Regions from separate parts of the Danio rerio genome. Here region 2 is linked to region 1. The links are chromatin contacts, called in public Micro-C maps. All regions are on one chromosome and are shown on one strand. The core of a region is the stretch at or near the end of the contact, and the rest is flanking DNA. Distances in the headings are between cores, read along the strand shown.

The links. Hi-C and Micro-C count contacts between places; a contact is called where the count stands out from the background.
Region 2: a Micro-C map of caudal fin shows a contact between it and region 1, with 3 times the contacts expected there. The contact joins the enhancer-like site here to the promoter of ccnd1 in region 1. A contact is called at or near these places in 3 of 18 Hi-C or Micro-C datasets (caudal fin, gastrula embryo and hematopoietic stem cells).

What each region holds. Positions count from the first base shown.
Region 1 is chr7:69,632,879-69,637,554 of GRCz12tu, reverse strand. ccnd1 (cyclin D1) reads left to right here and starts at 2,596. Exons shown (of 5, transcript NM_131025.4): 1 at 2,596-3,072; 2 at 4,470-4,676. The coding sequence starts at 2,875.
Region 2 is chr7:69,718,402-69,723,077 of GRCz12tu, reverse strand. No RefSeq gene overlaps it. Among named protein-coding and RNA genes, the nearest start is that of ccnd1, 86 kb to the right of the region's middle. Within about 2 kb of position 2,022, at least 48 of the 62 cell types and tissues checked have an H3K27ac peak or open chromatin away from gene starts, as enhancers often do. A contact at or near this core is called in caudal fin, where this site is marked.

The DNA.
Region 1 (4,676 bases), core at 1,347-3,846:
AGATTTTATTATTTGCCCCCAACTGCTCTACAATTATAAAAGTTTACATTATTTACTATTTTTATGTTAGTCACTAGAAATAAAAGATTCCCATATGTTATTTTTCTCCAAACACATACAGCCTTTGTCTATGAAGCTCAAGAAGAAATTTAAAGTGTTAATGCTTTCAGGTTAGGCTAATAACTGATCAGATTAGTCCTTTGCGGACTACATCGGAAATCCACAGTAAACATCTTAATAATTTGTAAACGAGTGACTTCAACAGCGAAGTATAACTTCACATGTACATGCACTGCAGGCTATGCAGCTAACAGACAAGAATGGTTTCCGATTGGGCTGGAGAACAGCAACTTCCTATTCGCTTGCCGTATGTTTTGTAATGCACGCGCAAGAAAAACTCACATGGTCGCTCATTCATTGTTAGCAAAACTTTTGTAGCCCAAGAAAGCTTTCTGACATGTTGAAGCAATTATTTACTGTTTATTTAGTTCGAAAGTTTCCTAAAACAACTTCTGATTTATTGTTTTGATAGGCGGATCTCAGAATCTTAGCAGGTAGGCTTTAAAAGTAAAAACGAAAAATGTAAAGTTTTAATACGTTTTTTTTTTATGTATTGTAAAATAAACTGATTACTGTTACCTTTTGTTATTATCAGCCTTCTAAAGGACTACATTTATCCTAACATGAACTCGTTCAGCTAATTTTATAATGGACATAATGAAACGTGAAAGAAAACGCATAAAAAGTCTTTGTCTTTTATGCAAAGAAAAAGAAAGTTCATAAAAGAATTATTTTCTTTCAAATGCCATTTCTTATAGACGTTTAAAATAATGGTAAGTAATACAGTGTCATATAATAGCCTGATATATTATTAAAGTAATCTAATAAAGTAATTTTTGATCTTATAATGAACAGCCTAAACTACTGTTTGCTATTAAATTAATTAATATATTTGCCTAATATTTAAAGAGCATTGTTGATATGTCTATATGTAAAATGACGTGTGGGGGAAAAAAACTTAAATCAGTGGAACATTTAAAGTTTTTCTTGTATTCTAGTTTCTCTCTGCAACTCGTTTTGGTCTTTGTCTTTTCTGTAAAAAAAAAAAAAAAATACAAAATTCCATTATATGCATGTTCTTATAGAGGTTTAAAGTAATAGTAAATAATACAGTAGCCTAATAACAGTTGCTATTATAGCCTAAGATAATATTATACTATGCTAATAAAATAACTTTTGATCTTAGAATGAACGTACTAGCCTGTTTGCTACTAAATATATAATAAATAAATAAATATATATATATATATATATATATATATATATATATACACAGAGTGTTGTTGATATGCTTATGTAAATGACTTGTGAGAACACTTAAATCCATGTAACATTTAAAGTTGTTCCTTTACTCTAGCTTATTTCTGCAACTCTAAAGTTTTTTGTCTTTGTCTTTTCTGTAAAAATAAAAGTTATATTTTTTCTTTAATATGCATGTTCTCAAAAAGGTTTAAAGTAATAGAACTTAATACAGTAACTTAGCTGCTATTATAGCATAATAAGCTTATAATACATTTATTAACATTTAAAGTTGTTACTTTATTGTAGCTTCTTTCTGCAGCTGAAGTTTTGGGCACAGGCAAATTACTTGTTTTACGGTATTGAAGTGGAATGTGCGGAATTTGTAAAGCTTCAATTCATCCTGAAGCGACAGCAGTGAGGTCTTTTAAAGTGAGAGCGCCCCTGTTTGATCAAACTCTATCAAACAATTTGTGTTGTTAAAGCTGCAGATGTCGTGTTTAAACTTTACCGGTGAGCTAATGTTTTCTTTTAACGCGGTTTGTTTCCGAGTCTAAATATTATAACTACTTTATTGTTTGTATTATTTTATTATTTGAAATATTTAATGTTTTGGTGTACAAAGAGAAAAAAAAAAGTTAAATGAGATTTAAGGAAATGTATTATTAAATACGACAAGAAGAATGCTTCACATGATTAATTTTAACAATTTATTTTGTTTATTTAACATTTCCACGAGGAGTTTTTTTTTAGATAAAAGCTCGTGCCGCAGTTCTGCCTGGCAACTGACGTGCTCCTCCATTGGTTTAGGCTAATTTGTGCTTCCTTCTTTAAGTCTAACCCCCCAAAAAGAAACAAAAAAATAAAACAAGCCTCCACCCAAGACCACACATTTGTTTCATATATAGCCTACTGAAACCACATTCAAGTTTGTGCAGAAACTTAGCTATATGAAACTTCATAAAGTAATCCAAAATCTTTTAAAAACATTTTAAAAGCCTGATTTTAAAAGCAGACAAGTGACTGTGACCAAATTTATTTTACAAATAAAACTTTTGATATATGCTTGTACAATTACAGTGACAAAAGTTTTTCAATGCGACAGTGTGGGCACCTTGATTTAGGCTATTATACTGCCCCCTACCAATACTAACCCAATACACATCTTCACCCCAGTCTTTTCCACCCCCGATACCCACGACACTAGCAGCCTGCCCCCTGCGCCCCCACCCCGGCCCAGCCTACCCCCACCACCGCTTCTCCTTGGTCACTCGTCACCCGGCGTAGGACCTCCTATTTCCATAGGGCTAAAGAAAGGAGCCAAAACTGAGAAGCAGATAGTTCTTTAGATTGATCCTCCGCCCTGAGCAGACAGCCTCTCGCTCTCTCACAGGCTCGCTGCTGCTGCTTTGATCTTCCCTTAACAACAGTCACGTCATAGGGGAGTTTTGTCAAGCGGAGAGCTGCAGCGAGACTTTTAGAGGGTTCAGCAGAGGCAGCAAAAAGCATCCACGGGACCAGTGTCCGACTCGAGCTCCAGCTTTCTTACTTTTCTCACTGCTAAACACTGAAGATATGGAGCACCAGTTGTTTTGCTGCGAAGTGGATACCATAAGAAGAGCTTACCAAGACAGCAACCTGTTGAATGACCGAGTTTTACAGACAATGCTTAAAGCTGAGGAAAACTATCTCCCATCACCAAATTATTTCAAGTGTGTTCAGAAAGAAATTGTGCCTAAAATGAGGAAAATCGTCGCGACGTGGATGCTCGAGGTTTGTTTTGGATAATATATTTATATATCTCTTTTTTTTTGCATTTGCTGCTACACACGTTGCCTCACGATGATTCTACTCTTGCTCTTTGGACTCCAAGAAGTATTTATTAAATGAAAAAAAATGCTTTAGTGTGACTTGGGTTCATCGGCATTGCTTATCCATCCCAGAAATATCACACAGAAACACGCTGTCCGATTATTGTTGCTTATTTTTTACGTAAAAATGTTTTATTACGAAATATTAATCCGACACGAGACGTTTTCCGTGCTTTCCGCTTTAGCCTTTTTATTTAGGGTTGTTATTTTTTCATGCATGCGTTTCGTTTCTTATAAATATTTTAAAATATAGATACATTTATTTATTTTTATTTTATTTTAATACCAATGTACACGTATGCATTCTCACTCGTGCCAGTAGCCTATTATACGCCATCTTTGTTGTCGTTTGCTTAAGTTTTTTATTTCTCTAAATTCTAAAATGGAAACATAATTGACATCACCTGCATAAAAGCGCTCACAAGTTGTCTTTTAAATCACAGGTATAACATAAATCAAATTTTTGCAAGAAAACGTAATATTTGTGTCTTAAAAGTTTTGTTTCAGTTTGTCATACCTCCTGCACGACGGTCTAAAAATATTGTATTATTTCATTTCTGAATTCAACATCGTGTTATAACCTATCGGATTATGTTAACCCTCTAATAATGTGGATTTACAGATGTTTAACAGTAGATTTAATGCTAAGGAATAATTTATATTAATTTATGAAACACCCGCTTCACCTAAATGTCGCATGCTTCCCTTTGTATGATGGGGCTTTGGATTTCAGTTCATTTCACGTAGTTTTTGTCATTGCAATCGAAATATTTTTGCATAATCTAATAAAGCATGAGTTACAGTACATTTACATGTGTTTAAAGTCAAGCAAAACAATTTTCGTATATTTTTAAATATTTTTTGAAAAGATGACGAACTAGAAAATTGTTTCCTGAACCGAGCTCAGACGCCACCTTTTTGCCTCGAAAGCAACGACCATTAGCATCAGAAGCAAATTGTAACATTTATACTTTGTGCAACACTTAGGATTAAACTTAAATTACTGATTAAATACTATTTTTAAGCATTTCCACGTGTCTTTTTTTTCTAATTTAACCCTTTCCACTGCACGTGTACGAATCAGCAGATGCTAAACACGTGGGATAACTCGATAAGATCAAAGCATACTGTAGCTTAAAAAATATTTGCACTTCGTTTATTTAATAAATTTCTATGAATAGTTTTTATTTTTATTTTTTATTTTTTTTTATTTATATATTTCTACACGTTTAATTAAAAGAATTAGCTGCTGTTGTGACTTAATATTTATTTATCGTATGCACTTTCTTTTCTTTAAAGGTCTGTGAAGAGCAGAAATGTGAAGAGGAAGTTTTTCCTTTGGCTATGAACTACCTGGACAGGTTTTTATCTGTGGAGCCCACCAAAAAAACCAGGTTGCAGCTTTTAGGAGCAACTTGTATGTTTCTGGCTTCAAAAATGAAAGAGACTGTGCCACTTACAGCAGAGAAGTTGTGCATATACACGGACAACTCTGTCCGTCCCGGC
Region 2 (4,676 bases), core at 773-3,272, 86 kb before region 1:
ATAGATAGATAGATAGATAGATAGATAGATAGATAGATAGATAGATAGATAGATAGTAGGTAGACAGACAGACAGACAGACAGACAGACAGACAGACAGACAGACAGACAGACAGATAGATAGATAGATAGATAGATAGATAGATAGATAGATAGATAGATAGATAGATAGATAGATAGATAGATAGATAGATAGATAGATAGATAGATAGATAGATAGATAGATAGATAGATAGATAGATAGATAGAAAGATAGATAGATAGATAGATAGTAGGTAGACAGACAGACAGATAGATAGATAGATAGATAGATAGATAGATAGATAGATAGATAGATAGATAGATAGATAGATAGATAGATAGATAGATAGATAGATAGATAGATAGATAGATAGATAGATAGATAGATAGATAGATAGATAGATAGATAGATAGATAGTAGGTAGACAGACAGACAGACAGACAGACAGACAGACAGACAGACAGACAGACAGACAGACAGATAGATAGATAGATAGATAGATAGATAGATAGATAGATAGATAGATAGATAGATAGATAGATAGATAGATAGATAGATAGATAGATAGATAGATAGATAGATAGATAGATAGATAGATAGATAGATAGATAGATAGATAGATAGATAGATAGATAGTAGGTAGACAGACAGACATACAGACAGATAGATAGATAGATAGATAGATAGATAGATAGATAGATAGATAGATAGATAGATAGATAGATAGATAGATAGATAGATAGATAGATAGATAGATAGATAGATAGATAGATAGATAGATAGATAGATAGATAGATAGATAGATAGATAGATAGATAGATAGATAGATAGATAGATAGATAGTAGACAGACAGACAGACAGACAGACAGACAGATAGATTTATAATTAGATCAAATTAATAAAAGTTCTTCATCCTTTTGACTGCTTACGTGCTGCATATTCTCACCCCACACACACATTAAAAACACGCTACATTTGCACACAACAAAAAACATCGGAACACCTTGAAAATGTTTCAAGTGGACCCAAAAATGTGATGTGCACCACTGTGCCGTGACTGTGTCCAAAATCACATAATATATAGCAGGGGTTTTCAAACTTTTAGGACACCCCACTATATGAACAGTTAATATCTTAATAATATGCAGCCTGCAGGTAATAAGCCAGTAGTTAAAAGCATGAATTGTGACCTGAGCTAAAGTGTTACCAAATAATTTAAAGATTAACAAAATTTTAATTATTATTTATGGTGAAAATAATATTTAAAAACCAAACATTTACAGTTGAAGTCAGAATTATTAGCCCCCTTTTGAATATTTCCCAAATTATGTTTAACAGAGCAAGGCAATTTTCACAGTATGTCTGATAATATTTTTTCTTCTGGAGACAGTCTTATTTGTTTTATTTAGACTAGAATAAAAGCAGTTATCAATTTTTTTAGATACCAAGTAAAGGACAAAATTATTAGCCACTTTAAGTAATTTTTTTTTGATAGTCTACAGAACAAACCATCATTATACAATAACTTGCCCAATTACCTGCCTAGTTAACCTAATTAACCTAATTAAGTCTTTAAATGTCACTTTAATCTGTATCGAAGTGTCTTGTAAAATATCTAGTAAAATATTATATACTGTTATCTTGGCAAAGATAAAATAAATCAGTTATTAGAGATGAGTTACTAAAACTATTACGTTTAGAAATGTGCTGAAAAAATATTCTCTCCGTTGAACAAAAAATGGGGGGAAAAATAAACAGGGGGGGGGCTAATAATTCTGACTTCAATTGTATGTTCATCGAACTGCTCTTTCCTGTGAGGGTTAATTTAGAATCAGTGAGACAATATTTGCATGTTTTCTCTGCTTCTGCAAAAATATACTATGCATATATCACTGGTGGATTAAGGCGAATGGAACATTCGTCTGTGCACTGTGCATGAATGTGCACTGCTGCTGCACGTGCTCACTGTGTGGTCACCAAGCAAAGCTCAGATTGGCCGGCGGTTGGCCAATAGGAAAGCCGAACAGAGTCATTCATGAAAAAGCAAGCAGGTCTGGGTTTGAGTAACTGAACAAACAGGATGTGCAGTGAATGTGAAGGCTATCACACAGCGACATGCCTTCCTCACACTTCCTACTGTCTGCTGCTGCACGTCTGCTTATTTCAGTGCACATGCTTTATTATTTTATTTGAGGACAGATATGTTTCTCTCTTCCTCTTTTTAGCAAGATTTTCTTTTTTTTTCCATTCTCAACCTCACACATTTCTCAGCTGAATGAAACCGGATGTGAGCAAGTTCATTCAGCTTGACTTTGTTTTTAAACTGCACACAAGATCAGAGTCCTTCTCTTTTCTGTTTACTTTTGTCTGCTTTAGCACACAAAAACACCTGAAGCTTTCGTGTGAGTTTGAAAGATCAAAAACCATTTCATTCATTCATTCATTCATTCATTCATTCATTCATTCATTCATTCATTCATTCGTTCGTTCGTTCGTTCGTTTGTTCATTGTTGTTTGTTTTTCTTATATATTAATCTGCTTATGTATTTATTCTTTGTTGGTTTGTTTCATTTCTCATTCATTCAGTAATTCATTCATTCATTCATTCATTCATTCATTCCTTTTTGTTTGTTTATCTCATTCATTGTTCTGATTGTTATTTATTCATTTATTTGTTGGTTTGTATATTTATTCATTCATTCATTCATTCATTCATTTTATATTCATTCAATAACTGCACATGTACATGCTGTTACCTCTTGACAGTTTTGCACAATTGTTTGCTGATTTTCCACTATGCCATATATCGTCACACATGCACATTTATATATGCAGGTTTACTTATATTTTAAGCCGCTTTTCCACTATCGTGCTGAATCGTTCTTTTAACAGAACTGTTCCATTCCGTGCCAAACCGGGCCAGACAGCACGGATACGGTTTCATTTTCCACTGTCGTGCTGCGACAAAGCTCTTTAAAACATTACACAAAACGCATCAGTAGTTGCCTTGGTAACGCAATGTAAACGGCTCCCTTTGTTCAATTAAAGTTAAATAAGAGCCGAAACAAGTATTTTTTTTTTTCATAAAAGCAAAAGCAACCATGTGACTAAACACTGTTATGCCGCTCTATCAAATAGGGGTGCTAAGGTACATGTGCACCCTTATTTATTTATATGTTGCGCAGCTTTGGCTAAATTTTATTTGGAGGGAAAATTACCAAAATGTAACGTGATGATTGAAAATAATTAGAGGGGAAATAAATATTTAAAATCTCTGAACATAACAGAAAAATAAAGAATGATAAGACAACAATAATAGTGCATTTGCATAGTGGCAGAAATATAATTTTGGACAGGCCTTGTCAAAGTTGAGCGGGCACTTTCACTAATAAAAACACAGCACATAAATTATTTCATTTTTAACAATCAATTAAATTACACTGCGTTTTTATATCAAAAGTTGATAATGATATAAAATATACTACATTATGATGTTAAAATGAAACCAATTAAGCGATGGCTGTTGTTTGTTTTACTATTCAAACATTAAATAACGAATGCAGCAAGTGAAATAAAAAACGAATTTGAAACAACACATATAGCAGGATATAAAGCATATAAAGCACTATTATATTTAGCAAAATGCTGCTCTATTATCTTTTTATTTTGATAATTTTATTTTTATTATTATAATTATTTTGTGTTCATAATTAACTAACAAGCTGTAGGCGAATTATTGCTTGACGTTTTAGAAAATATTTGCGTAGCTATATTAAAGATCACCAAGAACAAAAACACAGAAACATGTTATATGCCTCATAAATGTCATATAACTTATGTATAACTGAATCATATAATTGCCTACAGCTGAAATGATGAAAATTGCTCATTTTATTTTTATAAAACATTTGTCAAAACGTATTGATATTTTTTGAGTAAAAGCAATACTGACATTTAAGAATCCATATTTATTTAATTCATTCATTGTTTTGACTTGTTTATTAGTGCATATGCTATAATATAAATCATTCAACAGTAACGTTACCTTGGACAGTTACAGTGCCGCTCCGTAAAGCTTTCAAGCAAAGTCTTTTGGACAGCCGACATTACAACACGCCGTCCTTCAGGTGGTCTCGCCGGAATTAACAAGCTGTCCTGGCTTTGAATTAAAAAGTGCAATTATTTCCTCGTTGTTAAAAGAGTCTGCAAGTTCGTGTTCCATTTATATAGTTATGTTGTTGTGGAATTTGGACATCGACGATGCTGAGCGTGACTTTATTCGCTTTATTCGATGCGCAGCAGGAAAAAAAAGTCAGCAGCGCAAATCGCTGGCATCTCTCTCCCGGATCAGAGCGAGTTTTGTGCTGTGAAATACAGCGCTGCGTGCAATAAACTCACATTCAGGCAGGCGAAGTAGGTCTGTATTCAAGTCAATAAAATAATAACTTTAATGAATAAAATATCTTCGTAAGAATGTGATGAGTTATTAATTTCTCTGCCAGAGACTGCTCTATGGTTTTAAAACCTTTTTCAAACTGTATCGTTTAGACCTGGATCATTATTTTATATTAAATGTACTGTAGTTTATTTAGGATGTCTGATGACTAGCGCGCTTCTGCTGAGCCAGCTGTGGTAGCTTAGCAACCGAGTCGCG